Linked DNA regions of Mus musculus: region 2 is linked to region 1. The links are chromatin contacts, called in public Micro-C maps. All regions are on one chromosome and are shown on one strand. The core of a region is the stretch at or near the end of the contact, and the rest is flanking DNA. Distances in the headings are between cores, read along the strand shown.

Region 1 (7,216 bases), core at 1,382-3,881:
AGGCAGAAAAATTCTCGAGAGTGGGGAACTAATTAGTAGTCATCCCCCTTAGATGTGCCTGATACCTGCCTTACCCATTCCCATCCCATTTCCCCCACTGCACATAATACTTGTCACAGCACATTCAGACTATGGAGTTCAGGAGTTCAGGAATGGATACTTATTCCCGGTGACTGCACAGAAGGCTCATTTTCCACAAGAGTCTTTAAATCCTTGGTTCCCAACCTGTGGGTCATGACCTCTTTAGAATTGCAGGGCCTTTTCTCAGAAGTCACATATCAGAGAGCCCCCGTATCAGATATTTACATTACAATTCATAACAGTAGCAAAATTGCAGTTATGAAGTAGCAACAAAGATAATTTTATGGTTGGGAGGTCACGACAATACAAGGAATTGCATTAAAGGGTCAAGGGATTAGGAAGGTTGAGAATCATTGGGCTAAGTAGTTGGTGACTGGGTGCAAGGGTTAGAAGAAGTGCTTCCTCCTAAGACTAGAGCGTGAGGCAGACAAACTGAATGAGGGTGACTCAGCTCAGCTTAAACGTCCTAACAAATCCTCCAAAGAGCTAAGCCCAATCTTTAAGTCACTGAGCCACATCCCAGGTCCTCCCTACACAGAATGAAAGTTAGTTCTGGCACTTGGTTGTTCTAATCAGTAGTTCTGTAAACAATTGTTGTTAATTTATTTCATATGTACAGCCTTATGCCAGTATGCATTTCTGTGCAGAAGATACATGCTTGATGTCGTTGGAGATCAGAAGAGGGGGCCAGAACCCCTGGTACTGGAGTTATGGCTCTTTGTGGGTCATCTTGTGGGTGCCGGGGATGAAATCCTGGTCCTTTGGAAGATCAGTCAGTGCCCTTACCTGCTGAGCCATCTCTCAGTTCTCTCCATGGTTCTGATGGCTCACTCCTCTGCCTGCAGGTCTGTTTGTTTGCCTCCTGTGTCCATCCATCCATCTGGTCTGTATGAATCCACTGTGCACCTTTATCTGTTCAGCAGTGCCCTGGGTATTGGGGGTGTTTAGGAATAGTGATAAATGTCTAGATTGAGTCTTAAAGGAAACCTTGGGCTCCTCTGAAAAAAAGTCTTCATCTTATGAGGAAATGTTGATACAGCTAGCTAACAGACATGGGTCTTCTAGTAAGCTTTAAAAGCCCTATCTTTAGAAAGCAACCCCAAACTATCCTCCTCTCATCTTGGCTAGGGGCTCCCTCCTCTTTTCATGTCAGTCAGGTCTAGAACCCAGGTCTCCCATCCCTGAGCCTGCTCCTCTGACACATGCTTTTCATTGTCCTACTCTGCCTGGACAGACCCCAGGAACTGACAGACAGGGCGCACAGAGAGCAGACTGGTTGAGCCTTTTCTATTTTCACAGACTACTCAGAGTGGAGAGGCAAGCTGGCAGAAGATAGGGCACTAAACTAGCTATACAGTTTCCATGGACCGTCCGAACTTAGAGAAGGCTGATTCCCGGTGGATGGTCTCTGGCTACAGAGAGCTCCAAGACAAGGAGATACCAGTTATTCCCTCTGAAAAGATTCAAAGGGCAAACAGAAGTAGGAAAATGGGCAGAGAGTAGTTTTTTTTTTAATTTGATAATTGAGGACGTAGTCCTCTTTGATCCTCTGCCAAGTCCTAAAGATACAGCTAGAGATGAGGTCCTGCAGATGAGGGAGGGATGCCTGCCCGGAATAGCTAGAATTAGGGAAGTCCTCTTGTCCTGTACTCTTTCCCTATAGGCCAGTATCTGAATTCCAGGCTTTCTTGCCAGCTGTGTGGCAGAAGTAAACTCACTTTCTACATCGGAAAGGGGGGTCTGGACATAGCCTTCCAGGCCCCTTAAATGCAGCCAAATCTTATGCCCAACCTCCTGCTCTTTTGAAAAAAAAAAAAAATCCACTGGGAGGAAACCCTGGGACCAAGACACTCCTTACAGATTTAGGAGCTCGTGGATGTAAGTCCTTGGAATGTGATGTGCTTTTTTCACAATTTATGGAGATCCACAAGGCCACCACATCTTGAGGGAATCCACGCAACCCTACAAAGTAAGGATTTCCCAGGCCTGTTGGATTCCAGAATCCAATTAAGGTTGGTGGAATCCAAGCAGAGTGAACATGGAGTCAGGACAGCTCTCTACCAGTGCTTAGCTGGCGTCAGTCTCCAACCCATTCCATCTCCCTATTCACTTTCTCCTTTATGGACCTCAAGAAGTTATCAAAAGGCTTTTCAGATTTTGAGCTTGGAAGAAACAATTTACTGCATGTGGAGAAATACTTCGGGACTTTCTAGTGCCCTTAGATTGTCCCTTGCCAACCGAGAACACAGCACAATAGCACAAGGTTGGCGTCATTCAGAGACTAAAGCAATTCAGAGAGCCTTCAATCCTAAAGACTGGCACTTCGGTATTAATTCGGCTCTGCCTCCATTCTCGCATTCCTGGGCCTCGGGTCCAAGTGGGCGGGGCCCCATTCACACCTTTCCGCGCCTAGCCAAGGGGAGGAACGGGGCAGGAGAGGGTGAACCAATGCGAGAGGTTTTGGTCACGAGCCGCCGGCAAGTCGGCCAATGGGACGCAGGGGCGTGGTCAGGACATTCCCCCTCGAAACGTTTTATAGCAATTCGGAACGCGGGGCTTTCTAGCGTGCTCGGGTGCGGCTGTGACCTCTGAGCCCGCGGCTCAGCGCGCGCTGCTACTGCTGCCCGACCCACTCCACCTCGCGGTCCCCGCACCATGGAGTCGGTGGCCTTACTCCAGCGCCCGAGCCAGGCTCCCTCGGCCTCCGCCCTGGCCTCGGAGAGCGCCCGGCCGCTGGCGGACGGGCTCATCAAGTCGCCTAAACCTCTGATGAAGAAGCAGGCGGTGAAGCGGCACCATCACAAACACAACCTGCGGCACCGCTACGAGTTCCTGGAGACGCTGGGCAAGGGCACCTACGGGAAGGTGAAGAAGGCACGAGAGAGCTCGGGGCGTCTGGTGAGTGTCCCTCGCGGCTCCCGGCTCTCGGGAGCTCACAGCGCGTCCCTTGCGGTGTCCTCGGCTGCGTTGCCAGGCGCGCGCATTTTAGATGTGTCTGTCCGTGGTTTTCAGGACAGTGCTCATCTGTCCTGAACCTTAGCTTCACTAGATGCCTGTAGTTTGAGAAGACGGAGCTTAACTTGAATTTTGACGGGAACAAACGTCAACAGAGTAGAATGGAAGGAGGAAGTTGAAAGCACCAGTTCTTAGTAGATGGATGAGGTGTGGAGATCTTTAACTCTGACTTGACACTTTGGGGCCTTTCCAGCCGAAATGAAGCTAAGTTTGGTTGGGATAGGTTTTTATTCTGGGAAATGTAAAAGCAGGCCCAAATGTCAGGTCCACTCCCAGCACTCCAGCCACATCTTTGGATGTGAGGCCTTTGGGGAACTTGCCCTTTTGATTTACGCATGTGTAATCGTAATAATAATCCGTAACTCTGAGCAAGTTCCTCCATCTCTGTTTTCTGTTTCCCCTTCTGCAAAAATAGAGAGAACACAGCCTGTCTCACAAGCTGCTTGGAAAAAATAAGATATAAATGTGAATGCACTTGAGCCCTGATCACAGATCCTGTGTTGAGAATGAATACTCCTATCTGGAAACCTCCCCTTGGAAGGACAGCAAATTTACCAAAAGTTACACAACAATGTTTCTTCCACTCTAGTTCAGTGGGCCTGAGTATTAGCTGGCTACTTGTTTAAAATGTGCAGTCTCTCATTTTCCACCAAGGGAACTATTTTATAAAAGGTCTATAATTCACATTTTCGCAAGGCTCAGAGCAGGTGGTTTAGGGAGAACATTTGGCAGGTCCAGTGGATGCTGTTTGTAAGGGGGTGTGTATGTACAGCCATCATTTGCCCTATTGACTATGGGAATGGTCCCCTCCCCTAATTGTTTGCTTTTGCAGCCAGTAGCTGGTTTGAAATTCAAGAAGTCATTTCATTGGTGAAGGAGAGTGGATGTTGGAGAAAGGAGTGGATTATAACCCCATCAATAGGAGCAAGTATGTTTTTCCTGCTAAGGCCTGGCACAGTCCCCAGTTGCCCGCTGCCAGGTTACAGTTATTGGGCAATCGTGTACTTCCGGGCTTTCTTTTCTTTCTCTTTCTATAAAGTGCCAGGGCCTCAGAGGCTTAAGCCTTGAGACTTCAGGGCCCAGGCTTTGTCTGGGGGCTTAGCTAGGAAATAGTGGCTAATAGTGGCTTGTGTGCTATGTCGCTTGTTGTAGGAAGAGTGGATTGAGGGAGCTAGAGTGTCTGAGAAACTGAGATCAAAGTTCAGAGTTCACATCAGCTCTTGATTGACACACACACAGAGAAAGAGAGACAGAGAAAGACAGAGAGAGAGAGACAGAGAGAGATCACATTTGATTTTGAAGTGAAGTAAATCAATGACTCTTGCATCAGAACAGAGAAAATCAAAAGGAGCTCTCAGGTTCCCATGTCTTGCTGCATGCAAGGAGCCAAGATCAGCAAATGTGGAGATCCTGCTCTGAAACTCCCCAGCAGGACCACCCAGGATTGCTGTTAAGAGTTTGCTTAGCCCCCCCCCCCCCCTTTCTTGGAAAGCAGCTCTCCGCTGTGCTAATGATTTCTCAATCCTGGAGCAGTGCCCTCATCTCCACCCACCCACCCCTACATCTTAACTGCTTTCCCTAAAGAGACCTATACTTCTGATACTTCAGTGGGGGAGAAGGACATGGCGCTGCTTAGGCCTTGCCCTGAGGAGCTGGGGCTGTTGGTGGTTCCCAGGAAAGCCTCCTGCTGCCAGGAATTTCTCACCACATTTGCAGCTTGCTTCCCATTCTCCTTATAGAGATAGTTAAGCAGGGTCCCATGGGATTATCTGAAGGGAGGGACAGGTGTGTGTGTGGGGGGGGGGGGGGACACACGGACTAATGGCTGCTCCAGGAGGGCATCAGAGGAAAAACAAATATTTGCTCTGGATCTCAGACACATTCCTGGTATCGAAATGACATTTCCTCCTGTGAGTCTCCTAGCTCCCCTGACCAACCCCTAAAGAGAAAAACACATGCCCGGGTCTCACCGAAGCCATTGGTCTGATCTGCATGGATGACTCAGTCACCACTAAGGGGGCCAGAAGGGCACCCATGTGGGTAGTTCTGTGGGGTCACATTGCTTCTGTTCCTTTTACATTTCCAATTGCTCAGTGGGCTACAGAAGATTGAGAAACGACGGAGACAAGCTGCTTCCTTCATTGGCAGATGAGGGAACTGAGGCCCAGAGAGGGGAAGTGACTTGTCTTCTGGCTGGGCAATGGCAGACCTGCAGCAAAACCTCCAGACTTGTCCACCATAAGCTTTGGATGACCAAGTGCTGAGTCTTGGTCTGGAAGTTAATTTTGAGATGAGCCCGGGCTTGCCTCTGAGTGCTTTGTCATCCCATCGGCTAGCTCCAGCTGCCCTCCCAGCACTGCAGGCAATGTTTAGAGTGGGAGACGGCACTGGGAACCCCCATTCTTTGCTGAAGGATCCTGGGTGCAGGAACGATACTATATTCCTGCAAAGTGTCCAATTGTGCTTCCTATTGCTTGCCGGATGCGTTACCTCTCTAGAGTCCCCTCTGTGTAAAATGCAGATTATAATGTAGTGGGTTTCCCTAGGATTAAATAAAATAATATCTGTAAAATCCTAGCAGTGTCTCAGACACATGTGGCTTATTGTCCCAGTAAGGGTGACTTTGACCTAGGGAACTCTCTTACCCTGGTCCTCTCCTGCCTCAATAAGAAGCATGGACTGGGCTCAGTCTTCTTGAGTTGAATCACTATGGTCTCTGCTTTGTTCAAAGCCCTCATCTCTCATTCAGCCAACTTCAGAGAAGGACTCCGGTTGGCCAGCCGCCAAAGGCTTGTTGGGCAAGATGCTGCCCTCCCAGCTCCTCCTGCACCTGCCTGCTCAGCAGCAGGGAGGGAGGCTGCAGGCGACTCTTGTCCTTGGGCTCCAGCCAAACCACACAAAAGGGCTGGGCAGAGAAGCTCCTTGCTCAGGAACCTGGCAGAGTGGGCTAGGAGGAGGCAGGGAGGAGGTGGCATTCGATGGGACTTGGGGAGATGGCTCAGGTTACCTGCACAGCTTCTTCCTGATTCCCGTCTGGCTCTTGGTAAGGTGGTACATCCCCGCTGCTCAGCCAGGACTGCCTAACCTAACCTCTCCTGCACTATCTAAGTGGGTCATCATCCAGCACCTTGCCTGCTTCCCATGAAAGGGCACAAACGAGTCAAGGATCTTGGCTGTGACCAGAGGTGCCCAACTTGGGCCATCTCTCCCAGCAACCAGAACTAGCATCTCTGCCCTCCCCACCCCCTTCCCTTCTTTTTCTTTCTAAAGCTTTCTGATCACTTGAATGCAGATCATTTCTAATCCGAGCTCTGGGAGAGAGGAGTTATTTACCCATGGAGCCTCAGTACCAACTAACTCCTCAGGGTGTTGGCAAAGAGTGGGCATGTTTTAAGTGGAAGGAGTGGCACACACAATGTGGCCCATGGCAAGATACGGGCAGTCCCTTCTCCAGAGATGGGGGGCAGGGCAGAATTGGACACCTCCAAGGAACTTTTGTCTTCTGAGATACTAGCTTCTCCTTCATTGTAGTCCTGTCCTGTGCATGGAGGAACTTTGGTGAAGTGAGTTTATCTTTCTTTCTTTCCTTTTTTTTAAGATTTATTTATTATTATATGTAAGTACACTGTAGTTGTCTGCAGACACACCAAAAGAGGGCATCAGATCTCATTATGGATGGTTGTGAGCCACCATGTGGTTGCTGGGATTTGAACTCAGGACCTCTGGAAGAGCAGTCAGTGCTCTTAACCACTGAGCCATCTCTCCAGCCCTGAGTTTATCTTTCTGAAGTGTTCGCTGCTGGTTGGGGAGTTAGCTTTGTTGCCTTTATGAACTCGAAGAGCTTCAAGGACGAGAATGGTTTTAGCAGGTCTGCTCTGGCAGCTAACATGGCCCAGCCTGACGGCCTAGCAACGGTCCTTAGATGGCTCCTTCCTGACATTGCGGTGACCCATTTCTGAAGAAGCTGTACACAGAACGTTGACGCATGGAAGGAAACTTGGAGATCTACCCTGACCTGCCTGGCATGCTCTGATTCACTTCCCTAGCCCACTGTCTTAGCCGAAAACCTCACCCATCCTTCCATATCTGAAACAGTTTTCTCCTGGGCTGGTTCCCTATG
Region 2 (6,397 bases), core at 3,101-5,600, 560 kb after region 1:
AAGGATTAGGAGGTATAGCCTATTTGGAGGAAAAATGTCACTGGGGGTAGGCTTTGAGCTTCTAAAGCCCATGCCAGTCCCCTCCTCCCCGACTCTCTGCTGGCAGATAAGGATGGAGTAGTTTTCCAGCACCACACTTGCCTGGACCATGCTCTCTGCCGGGATAATAATGGACTAAGCCTCTGAAACTGTAGGCAAGCTCATAATTAAATGCTTTCTTTTACTGGAGTTACCTAGGTTGGTGTCTCTTCACAGCAATAGAACAGTGACTAAGACACTGGGGATCCTGGGTAAGGGAACACTCCAGCCAGCACATTTGAAAGCAAGGTCCGTCCAATCGTTCTGCATGACTTCCACATTGAAGCCAACGGCTCTATGGACACACTCCCCATAGCTGAGTCGCTGGAGGGACAAAAATCCTCACTGACCCTTTAGGCTCCATCCTACACCTCCTGGGATGGGAGCTGAGCAAAGGAGAGGGGCCTTGAAAGGGAGGAATATGCTACCACATTCCAGCATCTCTCCTCTGTCTCGCCCCATCTGCCAGGCACACTCCTTGCATGTTGGATGTTAGGTCTTACACACAGCCAGCACACGCACCAGTCCAGGAGCCCGATTCTTTCACTAAATAGCAGAGTGAAGCTGAACCAAGGATTTTTTTTCCCCTAGGGGTACGTAATCCTAACATCCCTCTCTTGAGACATTCTGATGTTCTAGAGTCTGAGGCTTCCTGGCAGGACATTGTACTTACTAAGCACGAGATTAAATTGGAGGGCAAAAGGTCAATAACAGAGCCATTAAATCCTCTGAGTAATTACCTACATACTTCCAAAGGACTGTACGCTGCGTCCCTGTCTCTTCCCAGGGCATCTGCCTGAGAATGGTAACACCAGCAACGGTAGGGGGACTTCTGTAAGTTCAAGGCAAGCCTGGTCTACGCAGTGTGTTCCAGACCACCCCTGTCTGACAGCAGTCTGCATACGTTGGTGGTTGTGATCCACTGACACCACAGTGTCCCATAAGATCAGACTCAAAAGTTTGGGGCCAAATCTGAACCCTCTACTCACTTAGGTTCTGCCAGGCCAGGTGTCCCTTAAAAGACTTGAACAAGACCCTGTCTCAAAAAAAAAAAAAAAAAAAAAAAGTTTATTTAGGGCTGGAGAGATAGCTCAGAGGTTAAGAGCACACAGGCTGCTCTCCCAGAGGACATCCTACATTCAATTTCAGGCACCCATATTCACAACCAACTATAGCTCTAGTTCCAGGGGATCCAATGTCCTCTTGTCATCTCTATGGGCACTGCATAAATGTGGTACACCACTATACATGTAGGCAAAACCCCCATACAAATGAAATAAAAATGAAGGGAAAGATGATAGCGTGGAGGGAGTTGAAAGAGATGCTGTGTCCAGACACCATGCTCACCCCAGATGTGCGGAGTCCCTATTCCATCGCAGATCAGTTTTGAATGCTTGTGACTGGATTGCTACCTTCCTTCTAAAAGAAGTGCAACAGGCACTTCTTCATGCTCGAACTCTTTATGCAATGACCTTGAGTTCTGATCTCTGCTCTACTATGTTCTAATTATAAGGATGCTGTTCTATTTCCAGAGTCCTGGGCTTTGGTGGGAATTTTTCTTCTTTTGTATTGCCTTGAGGATTGAACCTGAGGCCTTATGCACACCAGGCCAGAGCTGTTCCTCTGAGCCACACACATCCCTTTTTTACTTTTGGTTTGAAGCAAGGTCTTGATAAGTTACCCAGGTGTATAGCCTTTCTGCCTCATCCTCTAAAACAGCTGGGGTTGCGGCATCTCTATGCCTGTTGGGACTTTTCAGTTAGATGACACATAAGTGAGATCACTACCCTTGCCCTACAGGACACAGTCAGCAAATGCCCATTGCTACTCTTGACTAAGAGATCTCTATGAATTAACTTAAACATTACTATTTTTACACCAGGAAGAGACACTCAATAACCTTCCCAAAGCTACACAGTGTGTGGTCCAGCAAGGTTCAGGCCCAGATCTCCCCGAGTCTATAAATTCTTTCCCACTTCGTTATAAGAAATTTTGTCCTAATAGCTCATGTGGTTTTCCCATACATCAGGGTCTGCCAATCCAGGATCAGCCATTAGCTAGTATTACTTGTTCACTAATTAGTTATTACCAGATGTGGTGGCATATGCTCATGATGCCAGCACTGAGAAGGCTGAGGCAGGAGGATCACACAGATAGCCTGGGCTACAGAGACCCTGTCTCAAAAACTGCAACAGTGACAGAAGCAACCAGTTGTTGGGTATCCACAGTAACATCTTGGTTTCATCTCAGTGCTGCCTGGGTCAGGCACAGCCTTCCACCAGAGTTTGTGCTCCAGTTGGGCTAAGACACACTTGGTGGTGTGGGTAATAGGAGGCAGAGGGTTGTGAGTGCCAGCTCAGACCTGGAGCTGGGGAAGGAGTTGGCAAACATCTCCTCTTATTTGGACATCCATCCGCATATGTTGATGGTCTTGAGGCTGGGAACGTCATTCCACTGATTTGACAAGTAGCAAGATCAGACTCAAAAGCTTGGTGCTCCCATGCAGAATTCTTCTACTCCCTTGGGCCCAACCCAGTCTCCCTTACAAAGGCTCTTCTTTCTCAGTGCTCCTTCATTTCCTGTCTTTACGGCAGCCACCCTCCCAGCCTCTGGCCTTTCTTCATCCTAAATCACTCTGTACAGGGCCACAGATGAGTTTCTAGATCTTGGTCTCAGGCTCTCCCACTCTGCATAACTGAGGTCATACTACCCGTGCAAGAGTGCTGCCAGGATGACGACCTGAATTCCATCCGCTCCCAGCCTCCATTTGCTGGGCTGTTAAATGGGGACGTATGTCAGCCTGATACAGAGCTGTGTGAAAAGGCTTGGTGTCTCTTAGTTCATCTCTAGCTCTCCTCCACTGCCTGGTCCCCCACTCCCAGCCCCCACCTTCCAGACAACCTATTCTATTTTGCTTGCCTCAACTTTCCTGCCTTGCTAGTCCCCATTTTCTCTGCCAGTTTAAATCCTATCGGTCCAGCTGGGCTCAGCTGGAAGCTCGGCTCCTCTATAAAACCTCCCATGAATAACCAGAGCCCAGAACAGCGTTTTCAATCTGTGTTTCTATGGCACCTTCCATTGCCTTGAAATGCTAAAATTTGTTTCAAGTACTTCCACCCCGTCCTTCTCGGCTCCCGAGGGCCATTATATCCCACAGCAGGGGTGGCGGGTGGAGACCAGCGAGTAGTTCTGCTGGTATTTAGTATGTGCTTACTGGAAGGATTAAGGGGCCAACTCTGTCTATACAGAACACAGAACTTCCAAGTCCACTCGACAAGGCTGTAGGCATGGCTGTCACTGCTGGTTGTATTCTTAGAATAAACAGAACCCAGAAGCCCTGTGTCTGGCCAGGGACACTAATCTAAAGCCAGTCATGAAGAATGGCCCCCTAAAGAAGCCCCGACTTGCAGAAGTCCCTACACCTTGAGCCCCATCTTCTCTCATCTTGACTTTCCAGGCTCTGATTGGGTGTGGCGTGCTATGAAGCTTAGCTCTGGTACCTATTCTTAGTGGGCCACACTGAAGGCCTCTCAAAGACTTGGGCCTGAAGCCTTCACTGCAGCAGACCTACTCTTCAAGTAAGCCCCAATGTGTGCTGGTGACCCCAATTTTCTGAGCCACCAAGCAGTAGCCCAGCACCCATTTTCTGGGTCCTGCTTTACCTCCTAGTTTCATGGCTTCACGATGACCAGCCTGCAGGTGTAGAACCCTGCGGCCAAGTCCCTGTGTAGACCTGTCAGCGCCTCCCTTAATCCCTCTGAGACTAACCATGTGCCAGGAGACTGGAAGCAGTACTGAAAAGGCTACAGAAGAGCCGCCAGTGCCCATGGACAAACTCGCCCACGGCTTTTGTCCTGTCCACCGTTAACTTGGGGAGGGTAGTACCGTGCAAAAATGTGGTCACAGCCTTAAGCGGTGCCTATGAGCCACACCTGTCCTACAAGCTGAATTTCCCATCTGTTCTCTTGGCTTTTGCAAGAGAGTGGGAGGGAGCATCAGCAATGCCACTTATTTCTCCCCTGACCCCCAAGCGCTATGCCCTTCTCCCTCTCTTCCATAAGCCTTGGGTCTTGATGCAGAAGGACCGCTCAAACTACAGCATCGGGCCCCACCCAACTCCTTCCTCTGGGATGTGTGCAAGTGAGGCAGAAGGGGCTTCTGGCCACTCAGGAGTTAAAATGGCAGCGGGACTGGAGGGGGTTGGCGTGGCAAGCAGACAGGGAGGAGGCGACCGGAGTGGGCTAGGGAGGTTGGGAGCGCGGCGGAGCAGCTAGTGAGGAGGACGAGCGCGAGCAGCCAGGAGGGAGGAGGCGCGGCGGGGGCGCCGGGCGCCGCGGGCCTGCTCCGTGCTCCGCAGACGCGCGGCGCTCCGGGAGCGCCGGCCCTGGCCGCCAACCTCCAGCCGCGGCGCGCAGGATTGGGGACACTGTCATTCTGCTGACGCCCTCGCAGGCTCAGCGTTGAGACCACTCCCAGGACAAGTGTAGGTTGGGGAAGGCGCCCGGCGAGCCTCCCGGGCCTGGGTAGCAGCGCGCCGTGGAGCAGCGATCCCAGCCGGGAGGCGAGTGACGGACATAGGACAGCGCCCGCGCGGTGAGTGTGCGGCTCCCTGGCGGCCGGGACTGTGGACTCCGAGGACGCTGGCTTGGCCTTGAGGGTCGCCGAGATCCTGTCCCCGCGGCCCGGGCTTTGATGACCCGATGGGGGAGGGGAGCGCGGCCGCGACCGCGGCGGTCGCCGAGATGCCTGCAGGAGAGCTGGTGATTTGGGGAGAAGGCCGGGAGGGGCGAAGGAAGGAGAGCTAGAGAATGCAAAGGAGGTGGCCGCTGCGCTGGCTGGACCGGAGCTGCGGGGGAGAGGGTCGGGGCCTGAACCAACTGGGAGAGGCCCCAACCCCTCAAACTGTTGCTGGGTAGCGGGGAGCCCTGGAGATGCAGAGGAGCCAAAGAGGTGGCCCCGGGGTTAGAGAGGGCGTGACAGAGGAGAACTCGCAGGATGGAAGCGCACTAGAGCCTAGGGGACTTTCCCTTCCTGGGAGCTCGGGTGGTGGCCGTGCAAAAAAGACAGGGTGGCCTTGGTTGGGTCTGTACAAAGTATCTGGCACCGAGAGTCAGGCTCCTCCCGGGCGGGAGACTAGGGTCTGACTGCAGTCTAAGATGGGACTTTTGGGTGGGGGAGGGGTCGGCCGGGCTAAGCCTGGGCGCTGTGCGGTTTAAAGCAGCTCTGAGGCCACCGCATCATGCCAGGGACAGGCTGGGCTGGCCAGCCACAGGTGGGCCGTCTGTCCTGCTGGCATGACAGGGTTGTGCGGGCGCAGACTGCCCAGCCAGCCAAGATCCTCGAGCGGCGGGGTGAGGCAGCTGAACTGAGCCGCTGAAGGAGAGAACTGGACCCCGGGGGTGGGCCCTAGCAGGGTGTTGCAATGCTCCCGGCTGCCCCTGCCCTTCCTCCCCCACCAAATGAACAGGAAGGAAAATGTCAGCTGGGCTTTGTGCTCTGTTCCTCAGGCTGCCGCAGCTCCCATCTGTTGAAGCCAACGCAGCTTCTAATTGGGCGACTGGCAGGGCTTGGAGGAGGGTGGGCTGGGCACAGCGCTGGCTGCCGCTGGTTGCCAGAGATGGACTGGCTGCCGTCTGCTTGAAGACCCCAGGAGGCAGGAGGGCACTGGAGAGAGCAGCCAGGTCAGGACAACAGGAGTGGCCTTTTGCCAGCGTCTTCACCATTATCTAGGGGACCCAGGAGCAAATATCTACCCGTCCTTACTTATCCAGAATGATTGACAGGCTTCATGAGCCTCGCCATCACTCTGGACAGTATTCTCTTTCTGAGGGAGAAGCGAGCAACCTCCTGTCAGTGGCCGCTGGGCTCCTTGAACAGTCCTCCAAAGAGCAGGGAGGACCAGGGCTGTGTGCACAATGCGAAGGCTCCCTGGCCAATGGGTCTTCTGCCTACCTTGTGGTGGCTTGACCCACTTTCCTGGCCAGGAGACGTTGTGAAGAAGCGGAAGGGAGAAGCACAGCTCGGGGTCTGTGCCTCTCTGGCCTTCTTCCATCCCTGGACTGCCTCAGATGTTGCCTGCTGCCTGTTTAGGGGGCCTGGGGCCTAGGGCAGAATGTTATTTGGAAAGGGTCGAGTTGAAAAACTCTCTGGCACCTCAGGGATTTTAACCATTCCCAGAGTCTGGCACCTAGAAGCACCCCCCAAACCAGATCTCCTGCCAGAGCTTACCCTGCCGGAGACATGGAATGGCAATAAGAACTGAGAGATTGGGGCCTCATTGAGCTAAGCTAGGCCAGCAGAATACTTCCTAACTGCCCAC

What was found. A called contact is a pair of places that touch in the nucleus more often than the background predicts.
Region 2: a Micro-C map of embryonic stem cells shows a contact between it and region 1, with 2.8 times the contacts expected there. The contact joins the promoter of Lrrn2 here to the promoter of Nuak2 in region 1. A contact is called at or near these places in 1 of 39 promoter capture datasets (neural stem cells), 1 of 484 Hi-C or Micro-C datasets (embryonic stem cells) and 2 of 115 datasets of contacts at active chromatin or transcription factors (both in embryonic stem cells).

The regions. Positions count from the first base shown.
Region 1 is chr1:132,313,494-132,320,709 of GRCm38.p6, forward strand. Nuak2 (NUAK family, SNF1-like kinase, 2) reads left to right here and starts at 2,632. Exons shown (of 7, transcript NM_028778.4): 1 at 2,632-2,979. The coding sequence starts at 2,737.
Region 2 is chr1:132,876,005-132,882,401 of GRCm38.p6, forward strand. Lrrn2 (leucine rich repeat protein 2, neuronal) reads left to right here and starts at 4,351. Exons shown (of 2, transcript NM_010732.4): 1 at 4,351-4,671.